Linked DNA regions of Rattus norvegicus: region 1 is linked to region 2. The links are chromatin contacts, called in public Hi-C maps. All regions are on one chromosome and are shown on one strand. The core of a region is the stretch at or near the end of the contact, and the rest is flanking DNA. Distances in the headings are between cores, read along the strand shown. Region 1 overlaps Susd1 (sushi domain containing 1). Region 2 has its middle 8.5 kb from the start of Ptgr1.

The links. Hi-C and Micro-C count contacts between places; a contact is called where the count stands out from the background.
Region 1: a contact with region 2 is called in a Hi-C map of liver, with 4 times the contacts expected there. The contact joins two enhancer-like sites. A contact is called at or near these places in 5 of 12 Hi-C or Micro-C datasets (the Rat2 cell line, frontal cortex, kidney and 1 more).

What each region holds. Positions count from the first base shown.
Region 1 is chr5:78,959,121-78,964,616 of GRCr8, reverse strand. Susd1 (sushi domain containing 1) reads left to right here. Exons shown (of 15, transcript NM_001427255.1): 13 at 702-741. Among named protein-coding and RNA genes, the nearest start is that of Susd1, 110 kb to the left of the region's middle. Within about 2 kb of position 2,151, at least 8 of the 93 cell types and tissues checked have an H3K27ac peak or open chromatin away from gene starts, as enhancers often do. A contact at or near this core is called in liver, where this site is marked.
Region 2 is chr5:78,603,615-78,608,741 of GRCr8, reverse strand. No RefSeq gene overlaps it. Among named protein-coding and RNA genes, the nearest start is that of Ptgr1, 8.5 kb to the right of the region's middle. Within about 2 kb of position 2,726, at least 5 of the 93 cell types and tissues checked have an H3K27ac peak or open chromatin away from gene starts, as enhancers often do. A contact at or near this core is called in liver, where this site is marked.

The DNA of each region.
Region 1 (5,496 bases), core at 902-3,401, 360 kb before region 2:
ATTTTTAAAAAGCCTTTTTAAGAACATAAGAACCAGAGTGCCCAGTGTGTCACTGAAAAGAGTCTCATAATGAGATTGGAGGGGTGGCTCTATAACTTCTTCCCCAGGGAGGCTGCACCGAATCCTTAGCCACATTCAAGAGTGTGAATCCATCCCCAGTTGTCTCCATCGACAGTGAGGATGATTGCCAGAAGACGAGGTCCTCGGTTCCAGTGGGTTTGTAGGTCCCCTTTTCCTATTGCATTTGGTCACCACAGTTGCTAAGAGAGACACCGCATCCAGAGAGACAAAATATTATTATACCAGAGCTCCTTACAGTTCATTGTCTACTCATGGTGTAAGCTTTCTGAGGTCTTTTGGAAACCCCCAGAAATGATGTCTAGAGCCACTCCTATATGTGTGACCCATGCCAGTCCTCTGAACATTGGAGATATGTGGCTGAATTATGAGACGTAAGAGATAGGGTTAGGGTTGGGGTTCGATGGTAAAGCACTAGCCAAGCATGTATGGGGCCATGAGTTTAATCCCTAGCAACACAAAACATAAATACACACACTTGCAAAAACTAGATGGGACTTTAAAGATTTTCAAATTAGGGTATGAAGAGTCTGAGAGTCAGAGGGTTTTAGCATCTGCAGTATATTGTTTAAAATGATGCCCCATGTCTCCTACTTACATGGGCCTCTCTGTCTCCCTTCCAGGTGAGAAGATACTCCTGTGCTGTCATGGCTGAGGTAAAAGGTAAGGCTATGTTCTCTCTACGCACGCTGTCTTTCTTCTTCCATGTTCAGTCTGCGGCACCAATCTTACATTGAGGACTTGCTTTATATTGTCACAAGTGGTGACAGATACACAAATTCAGGTATCTTCAGAGAAATATAGACATTCTCAGGCCATAGGGTATGGTATATTCGAGTCATTACTGAAGAGATGTGAGCTCACGAAATTATGTAACCAGCCACAAAGGGGACCACCTTGCTGTCAGCCTCCCATCTCTCCTGTGACAATGTCAGTCGGCCCTATTGTTTTTCTCCTGTAACCATAAGAGAGGAGAGAAGAGCCCTAGACACCCAGTGAGTAACTTCAGTGAGGACAACGTTTTACAGTTCAGAAGAGTTCTTCCTCCTAACTTGGGTGGCTTTCCATTGGCTGAGTCACCCTGGATTTGAGATAGGATCAGTCGATGTTGGTGTTGTGTAGGTTGTGTGGCTTGTTGGGGACAGAGCAGTCATTCCACCAGAGTGGCACTGAGAGAAGGGAAAGTTTCTAATCAAGATTAAGAGCACTGGAAAGCTTAGTTGCAGAGCATAAGAAGAGCTATAGAAACCTGCTGTTTGGCTGTACACTGTGTTATACCCACACATGCACTCAGTCACATACCAATAATGACAATTGAGTCTAGTGGTGGACCACAAATCTAGGGGAAGGCACAAAAGAGTGCATTTCCTAGAGCACAAATCTAGGGGAAGGCACAAAAGAGTGCATTTCCTAGAGCGTGGCGTGGACCGTATATGGTTGAATCCCAGTACTTAGAGGCAAAGGTCGGAGGACAGTGAGTACCAGCCTAGGATCCATAATAAGACTCTGCCTAAAACAGGATGAGGGGAATTTGTGTCAGCTAGAGACGTGCTACTTACGTTATTTTGTTTAAGAACGTTCTGTGATGTGTGCACAATGAGGAATTACACACTGACACATTTCTCAGAGTTGTCCCCACTATTAATGATGCATAATTCTATTAATGAAAACAATTTATGTACGGAATAGAACTATCCTACATCTAGGGGGAAAAATAAAACAACCCCACCCCCACCAAGGAATGTTGGAAAAGAACAGAGTTCAAAGGTTGGTTGCTGTGTCCAGCTCCAAGGCCGGGAATCCAGGGGTTGTATATTTTTCTTGATCTGATCCAGATGTGTAACTCTGATACATGGAAGATGTAATCATTCTCAGACTTTAGTATATGACACCAAATGGCAAAAATCAGTGCCCTTGACAGCAGCCACACACACACACACCCTGAGGAGGTAAAGCCCTGGCTGCCCTGGCAGACTTGGGTCTTCCAGGTAGGACAGTTCTCCTTCCATTGGCTCCAGACCTGGCTCTGGCTGAGGAGGCATTTTGAAACTTCCCCTTCCAAGAACAGAGTTTTCAAAGCTCTGGGAAGCTGCCTCAGGATTGAGTAATCCCTGATCTTTGTTTGTCAGGCTTCCCTAGCTGGATGTTTGCTTAAAAACAGTGGGCAGCCAGCCAGTCGAATTGATTCCCAGGGATTCCATTAGTTTGTGGCTAATTCCAGAAATCTTGTTAAGTTTATAACCTTTGAGAATGGTCCTATTCCTGGCTATTCCGAGGAATGCTGCCCTCGGCCCACACGTGTCCTCTAACTCCCTCCACTCCATCCCTACTTCTGAGCACAGCCACAGGAGACCTCTGTAGCGGTGAGGCAGCGTGACCTCTTCCAGGGTTGCGGTGGACAGACTTTACAGTGGGTGCTCTGTTGTAGAGGGGACATAGCAGGGAACATGGAGGAGGGGCTCAGGGAGTGAGGCTTCTGTCTGTCTGTCTGCCTCTCGCCTCACCTTACTTTCCGTCTTCTTCTTCTTTTTTTTAATCTCTACTCAAACTCTCTTCAACGAGGGTAGAGAGCTGATTCTGGAGCTGGGCCAGGCGAGTTATCTGGCCGCTTATATCTTAGATCGCCCTCTTAACAGAGATGTGTGCTGTGGCCAAGTTCTTTTCTGAAGCAGCTTAATGAAGGGTTCGGGGAAACGAGCATACACACCCAGCATCCAGGGCATGCCCTGAAGCTCCAGGGACAGAATAGAGTGCTCACAGGGAAAATATAGTTGCAAATAAGATCTGCACACTCTCAGACATAGGCAACAGCTTCTGGAATCTACCCTATCTGGAAACTATGATTGGGAGAGATGCAAAGCAGGCGGAAGAAACAGAGGAGGCTGTAGTCGGTCTTCTGTGATGAATAGGAAGGATTTTGAGAATATCTGAATGGCTTTTTCCCCCCTTTTTTTCTTTATTAACTTGAGTATTTCTTATTTACATTTCGAATGTTATTCCCTTTCCTGGTTTCTGGACCAACATCCCTCTAACCCCTCCCCCTCCCCTTCTTTATGGGTGTTCCCCTCCCCATCCTCCCCCCATTGCAGCCCTCCCCCCAACAATTACGTTCACTTGGGGTTCAGTCTTGGCAGGACCAAGGGCTTCCCCTTCCACTGGTGCTCTTACTAGGCCATTCACTGCTACCTATGAGGTTGGAGTCCAGGGTCAGTCCATGTATAGTCTTTGGGTAGTGGCTTAGACCCTGGAAGCTCTGGTTGGTTGGCATTGTTGTTCATATGGGGTCTCGAGCCCCTTCAAGCTCTTCCAGTTCTTTCTCTGGTTCCTTCAACGGGGATCCCGTTCTCGGTTCAGTGGTTTGCTGCTGGCATTCGCCTATGTATTTGCTGTATTCTGGCTGTGTCTCTCAGGAGAGATCTACATCCGGTTCCTGTCGGCCTGCACTTCTTTGTTTCATCCATCTTTTCTAATTGGGTGGCTGTATATGTATGGACCACATGTGGGGCAGGCTCTGAATGGGTGTTCCTTCTGCCTCTGTTTTAATCTTTGCCTCCCTATTCCCTGCCAAGGGTACTGAATGGCTTTTCTAATTGTCCCTCTCTCCGCACCCTTCATTGAAGAATCATTACTGAGAACCTTTAATCCTAACACTCGGGAGGCATAGGTCAGTCTCTGAGTTTGAGGTCAGCCTGTTTTACAGAGTGAGTTGCAGCCACCAGCAGCCAATGCTCCGAGGTTGTCTCGGAAACCCAAATAATGACCATAATGACGACAACAAAGAGAAAACAAACAAACAGTGAAGACTCCTATGCTGGCTAGTTTAAAGCAAACTCAACACAGGCAAGGAGGGGCCTTCGTTGAGGAAATGCCCCATAAGATGAAGCTGCGTTCAAGCCCGTGTTGCATTTTCTTAATTAGTGGTTGATAAAGAGGGTTGGCCCATGGTGGCTAGTGCCATCTCTGGACAAGTGGTCCTGGGCGGAGAGCAAGCCAGTAAGCAGCACACGCCCGTGGCCCAACTCCCGTCTCCAGGTTCTTATTCTGTTTGAGTTCTTGTCCTGACTTCCCTCAGTGATGGACCGCAATGTGGAAGTATAAGCCAGATAAACCGATTCCTCCCCAGCTTCCTTTTTGGTCATGGCATTGCACACAGCAATAGAAACCCTAGCCAGGACAACTCGCATTAGGTAATTTGGAGGAGTGTGATGCAAGCCCATCCCCCAATCATTTCGGATCCTTGACTCACAGCATTCATCTGGCCCAGTATGGAGTATTGTGTTTACCTTTTCACAGTGCCACCACTGAGAAAGCTTGACAGTCAGGGAATTGTCCTTGATGTCAAATGCAGAGGCCTGAGCATCCTCACCTCCGTCAAGCTCCTGATCAGACAGTGTCTTTAAAATGGTTTTTAACTTGGCTAGTCCTCAGCCACCTCTGCCTGGGCTGAGATTCCTTCCAGCCACAAAGTACTGTGAGTCTGTGATCTCTTGAGTCAAGCTATAATCAGGGAACATTCTTCAGGCAGAGGGATGAAACCCAAGGCATTGGTGACGCCTCACTTCTCTTTCAGCCTGCGTGCCGCATACCTTTCATTTCTCTCCGTGCAGAGCTCAGGCCTTCATCCCTGTAGCAGAGGAAGGTGGCAGAGCCTCCCGGTTCATCTCCCATCACACAAGTTCAGGTTTCCCCTCTTTATCCCAGCTTGTGGCCACCTGAACTGCACCCGAACTGCACTGCTCAGTCTAGTGTTTCCGTTGGTAGCTCTTCTAAGGTTTCCCGTTGCTTCCAGCCTTCTGCCTGACACCTCTGACACCAGCACAGCTACTGATGATGTCTCTCATTCTTTCTCATTCCTACGGGTATCCTAGCTACGCTGTCTCTCTCCTTAATGCCTTCGCTCACACAGTGACTTGACCCGAATGCCCGGTCAGCTCCCTGTAAGGGGCTGCTTGCTGCAGTCTACCCGTTCAAGATGGAAACTTAGCATCCTCTTCCCGAAGCCTTTCCGAGCTCCTCGTGGTCACCCCTCTGTCTCCTTTTCTTTAGCTATTCTCCCACCCTGTGAAGCGGCTGATAATTATTTTTTTCTGTGAGGTTTCAAGCATTTGGGGAGAATATTGATAAAAAACAAACTGGACCATTGCTGGCATGCATTAGATGTTCACTTGCAGTCCAGCAGGGAGGCAGCCATCAGTTTTGTGAAGAACGCAGCACAGACTTAATACTTGTCAAATTAAATAAGCAGGGAAAATTCGAAAGCCACAAGCCTACGGTGTACGTGCGGGTGTCCAGAGTCAGCCAACTGTATCCAGGGATCTGCGGCTTCAGTCAGCTAAAGGTTGAGGTATTTCAGAAAATAGTGGCTGCTATGCTGACTGTAGACTGGCTTTTCTCCTTGTCGTTCTTCCTAAAACAACA
Region 2 (5,127 bases), core at 1,477-3,976:
TTGTTCTGTGTATTAGCCCTGCATCTTCTGCGTCGTCCTCTTCCTCCCATCCACTGCCGCTGCATTTTCTGGAGACAAGCCTTAAGAGAATAATAAAATATGAGTTAGGAATTCGGTTATGAGATACCTTCATGTATCCTTGCTTTAATTTCCCCCACTCCCTGCAATTTCCCTATGGAAAGGACCTTATAGATTTAGAGCCATTCAGGTTTTTGCCTGAAATATCCAACCTTGAACCTCCCATTGGCCCACAGTTCTAATTTTACAGCTTCCCATCTGTTGCCACCGTACCATACCATGGAGTTTCTATATGTTGCCATTCTGTAGACCAGGCTGGCCTTGAACTCAGAGATCTGCCTGCCTCTGCCTCCCAAGTGCTGGGATTAAAGATGTGCATCAGTACACCAGGCAGTATACTCCTGTGTTTCTCTAGCTGTTTTTAATCTGTGGGGTCCTCATTTGTCCCCAGGTAACATTGATGAGTATTTAACCCTTCACCAGTTTCCACAGACAACTGAAAGATCCCAATATTTAGAAATCTTTCAAAAGGATTTTGCTAATTATCAAGGAATCATGGGAGTGGTTCTATTATGTAACACAAGGTTATAGTCTCCTCTCTCTAAGAGAATTGTTACACTTGTGTATTTTATGTGTGTTAAGGTCAGAGGACAACCTGCAGGAGTCAGTTCTCTCCTTACACCCATGGTTCACAGGGGTCCAACCCAGGCTGACAGGCTTGGCAGTGAGCACCTTTATCCTCTGAGCCACCTCAGCAGTCCCTGGCTTCCCTTTTGGGTGTGAAATAGGGAAATCCAGGTTCTCTTAGAGTTGTTAATTTCCTCCTTTGATGCCTTAGATCAGCCAATACCCATTTCTTAAGAAACTTTGTCTTTGACTCCATATGACTCTTTTTTTTTCTTAAGTGAAGTGTGGCCCATTCTTTCAGAGGTGGGAAATACTCCGTTTTATTGTGTAGAGCCCCTTGACTCCATGCAGAATCAAAACCAATTCTTGCTTTGTCAAGACTGTCTAAATTCTATTAAACATCAGCAAGTCCACTCATGACCTGAAGGGCTGAGTGTGCTTAGTGGGCTCTAAGCATAAGTCTCTGTGTCGATGATCCTGGGCTGGCACTGGGTAGACAGCCGAGACAGAGCAAGTTAACAATGACAAAGTATAGAGAGGTCTGAGGAGGAGCGGGGAAGTGGGGAAGGACTCACAGGATTGGCATTTAAGCTAAAAGCCCAAAAGGTAACAAACCAATCAGGCAAAGAGAACAGATATTCTGGGCAGGACAATGTGCTCAAGATCCTGCCGTTTCAGAGACTTCAAGTGTCTGATGACGTAAAAACCATCATAGCTCGAGTGAAGTGGCGGAGTCGGGGCGAGATGTGGCGACTGAAATCAGCTGGGGTGCTGTGAAAACACTCCCCAGTGGTGAGTATCCAAGAGGCAGAAGGACATAAGCTGCTTAAGGAAGGAAGTCGCCTGACTTGGTTTGCGGTTTAAACATTCGTCATTGTGCTCCAGCTACCAGATGGAGAAAAAGATGAAGCAGAGGTAGATGCAGGCGGACGAGATGCGTTATTTGAGAAAATGATGGTGGCTTGGACCGCACAATGGCATGGGGAAAACAAATGCACCAATAGAGGATCTGGAGGAGAGACAGCAGTCCTTGACAATGATCTGACTATAGTGCTGAGAGGGAAAAATCACAAACTAACTGGAGAGGGAGCTTTTCAACATTAATACCAGGATCTCATGATGCTACCCATGTTCCAGGGTCCTTCTAAATAAACTTTATTACAGCCTGTGAACTTCATAATCACAATTGGGCACTGTCCCTCCATGTATTCCCCATGAAGGAAAAAAATGCTCACTCTAAATGTCCCCCCAAATCCCTAAAAACATCTATTTATATCTCTAAGCCATGTGATGGCTTCTAATGGCAAGGGAAATTGGTTAGCACACTGCTACTGCTACAGCACCGGGATTCTCACTAACAAGGAAGCAAGCAAGAATGCATCTGCCTTCGGCTTAAATCAGAAACCCAGGTGAGAGAATGTCAAGTTGGAGACAACAGACAAATCTATCAGGAAGACCCTTGAGCATGTGAATTCATGGAACTTGGAAGAGAGGGTAAGCCAATTTAAATGGGGGAAGTTTCCGTATATAGGTAGTTTTTTGTGTTTTGTTTTTCAAACATAAAACATTCTGGTTAATCCCAAAGGGATGGGTTATGCAAGAGAGAAAGAATAATGAAAGTAGCTCAGTGAAGTTAGAAGATTAAGACAGTCCTTTCGGGAGAGCTCTTTTCCAGAGAGCTGGGAGAGCTCCTTTCGGGAGAGCTCTTTTCCAGAGAGCTGGGAGAGCTCCTTTCGGGAGAGCTCTTTTCCAGAGAGCTGGGAGAGCTCCTTTCGGGAGAGCTCTTTTCCAGAGAGCTGGGAGAGCTCCTTTCGGGAGAGCTCTTTTCCAGAGAGCTGGGAGAGCTCCTTTCGGGAGAGCTCTTTTCAGGAGAGCTGCTTGCTGTTATCAGTGGCAGAAAGGTGAACAGGAATGCAAAGACGTTTGTCGTCTCGATCACTAAAAGATGAGATTTTTGATCCATGGCTTTGATGTGCTCAGGAAACACAAGGTCAGCTGCTGAGAGCAGAAGTGAAAGTTGAACCCAGGACAGCCCAGTGTGAGAAAGCAGGTTGAGCAATTCTCGAGTGCCCCTGTGCTGTTGTGACCAGAGGAACACCTGTCAGTCTAGGCTGTGTGGTTTGCTCCAAAACTATTCAGATGTCCACAGTGTGGAGGAGGGAACCCGTGGAGGAGGGGAGGTGTGGAGAGGAGGTGTTGAGGAGCAGTGGTGTGGAGAAGCTAGAGGCTCCTTCATTTCTGCTTCGGGGTGTCAGAGGATGGCAGAAGGGGGGTAGTGGGGGAGCAGAGGTGGGGGTGGGAGGGGGAAGCTAATATCACCTCCTTAGGAGTACTTACATCTGAACTAAACCAAACCACACAGCTCCTTCACTCTTACCGTGCTAATCAGCAGACAGAAAGGAAAACACCTCATACATTGTAACAGTTGAGCTTTATGATGTCCGCTAGGCCAACTCCCAACAGCCGCTGTCCCCAGTGCCTGGCAGGGGAAGGGAGGCTGTTAGCATCACCAACCTTGCAGTTCTGGCTCCAGCCAAACCCAGTCTGGGACAGGGGGACTCACCGAGGAGCCTTCCAGACAGATCAAAGAACGTTAGATTAATTTGACAAGTCACCGTCCTAAGCCAAGTTTTTAGCAGGTTTCATTAGCAGAAAAATCTCCCTTCTGCTCCTTACAAACAGAACCTGGAGGGCCAACACGACAGGGTGTATGAGGCGGAGGATTGACCTTTGACTAGAGAAGGTGAGGGGATGCGAAGGCTAGGGTTTGTGATGAAGTTTGCCATCAGAGATGGACCAGGAGATAGCACCAATGCGGGTTCAGAGGCCACCCAGGGATTGGACCTGGAAGATACTTTGTACCTTGAAGATAATTATTCAAAGTGACTGGAAGATAAGGGCACACAAGGCCATTTAACTTAAACACACATATACCTCACACCCAGGTCACAAAGCAGGATCAACATTTCCCTGTAAGCTTAAATTTTTCAAAACCTACTTTTAATATGGGTTCTCAATCGTTTTAACCTCCCTTCTAGCCCACCACCCACCAGAGGTAGTTATTAGAATATGGAGGAGTGGACCGATTTAGAAATTGTTCTTTGGAGCAAATCCCTTCTGGGTTGCCAGGAACTCAGCAGTTCAGTTGACAGGATTCAGCAGGGGCTTGATCCACTCAGAATATTTCACAAATATTCCAGCTCAGTAGTGTCCAGTTCAGTAGTGTCCGGATAGCAAACACAAATCACAGGGGTGGCACAACCTAGCAGAAACAGCCAGGCCTCAGCTGAAGTGGCAGGAATCAGCAGGAGCGATTAGGGCCAGCAGGGACTCCAGTAGTTTTCTGTCATGCCTCTCTTAAGGAAGCAAAGATCAGCGAAGACAGCAGACAAAGGAGTGTTGCAAAGCTAACCATGCAAACACTTCTCCGTCACTGTTCCTTGGGTCCTGTTTATACCTCCTCCAAACATACAACGTGTCCACTGGTCTCACCTCACCACGTCTTGCCTCAGTGCCTGAGTCCGTATCATCTGACATCACTCTACCAATCAACCTGAGTCCTTGGAAGCAGCCAGAAGCCGCCAGAACACCACTGGAATTGTTTTTGGTGTTTCTCTACGGAGTCAGGACAAACAGAGCTCAGCTACACATGGGTATCATTATCATCACATGTCCTCTCACACACTCGCTGAGCAAAACATGCTTTCCTTCACCTGTGTCTGCTTCAGGAAAACACCGCTTCACATGCTTGCCCCAGCAAAACACCATCCGACACAAGTGACTTTCCAAAGAACCCTTAAGTGTCCGTTTCCCTGTCTCCCCCTCCTGTGATATAAGAATCTATATGTCCTCAAATACACTGAAACCCTAACATTGAATCATAGAGGCATTTCTTAGGGGATTGGTCTTGAGGGTGGAGCCCTCATGGTTGGGATTGGTGCCCTCAAAAATCTACCCAGTAGTTTGGCTCTGAGGCCATTCATAGTTTGCCAGTTGCCCTAATCCACAGTCTATGTTCAGACCCTAGCAGCTCTTTCAGCCATGACTGTTTTGGCTAACTAACCCCAGGCTTCTCTCCTATAGTAACTTGGGGTCATCTGTTGTCACGATTCTTTTGCCCTCTTGTTCTAGAACAGTCCCTAAATCTTTCTCTGTCTCCCTTGGCCTTAATGCTTTGAAAGACCAAAACATATACTTGTTGTTCTGTAGGGTTTGAACGTGAGTTTGTCTGCTCTCTCCTCAAGTTCCAACCCCAAGCTATGCACTTCTGTGAGGATACTGTGAATTATTGGATTATTACTCTCTGGAGACCGACTATCGGAAAGCACAAGATAACACCTATTTATCTCATATTACCAGTGGGACTTGGGCCACTTCTCTGCCAAGACTTTCCCACTGTAAAATTACCTTTGTCCCCTTAATAAATAACTGGTAAAGGGGTGTGTCAGTATTCACTGGACAAATACATCACTCCCCACCAGC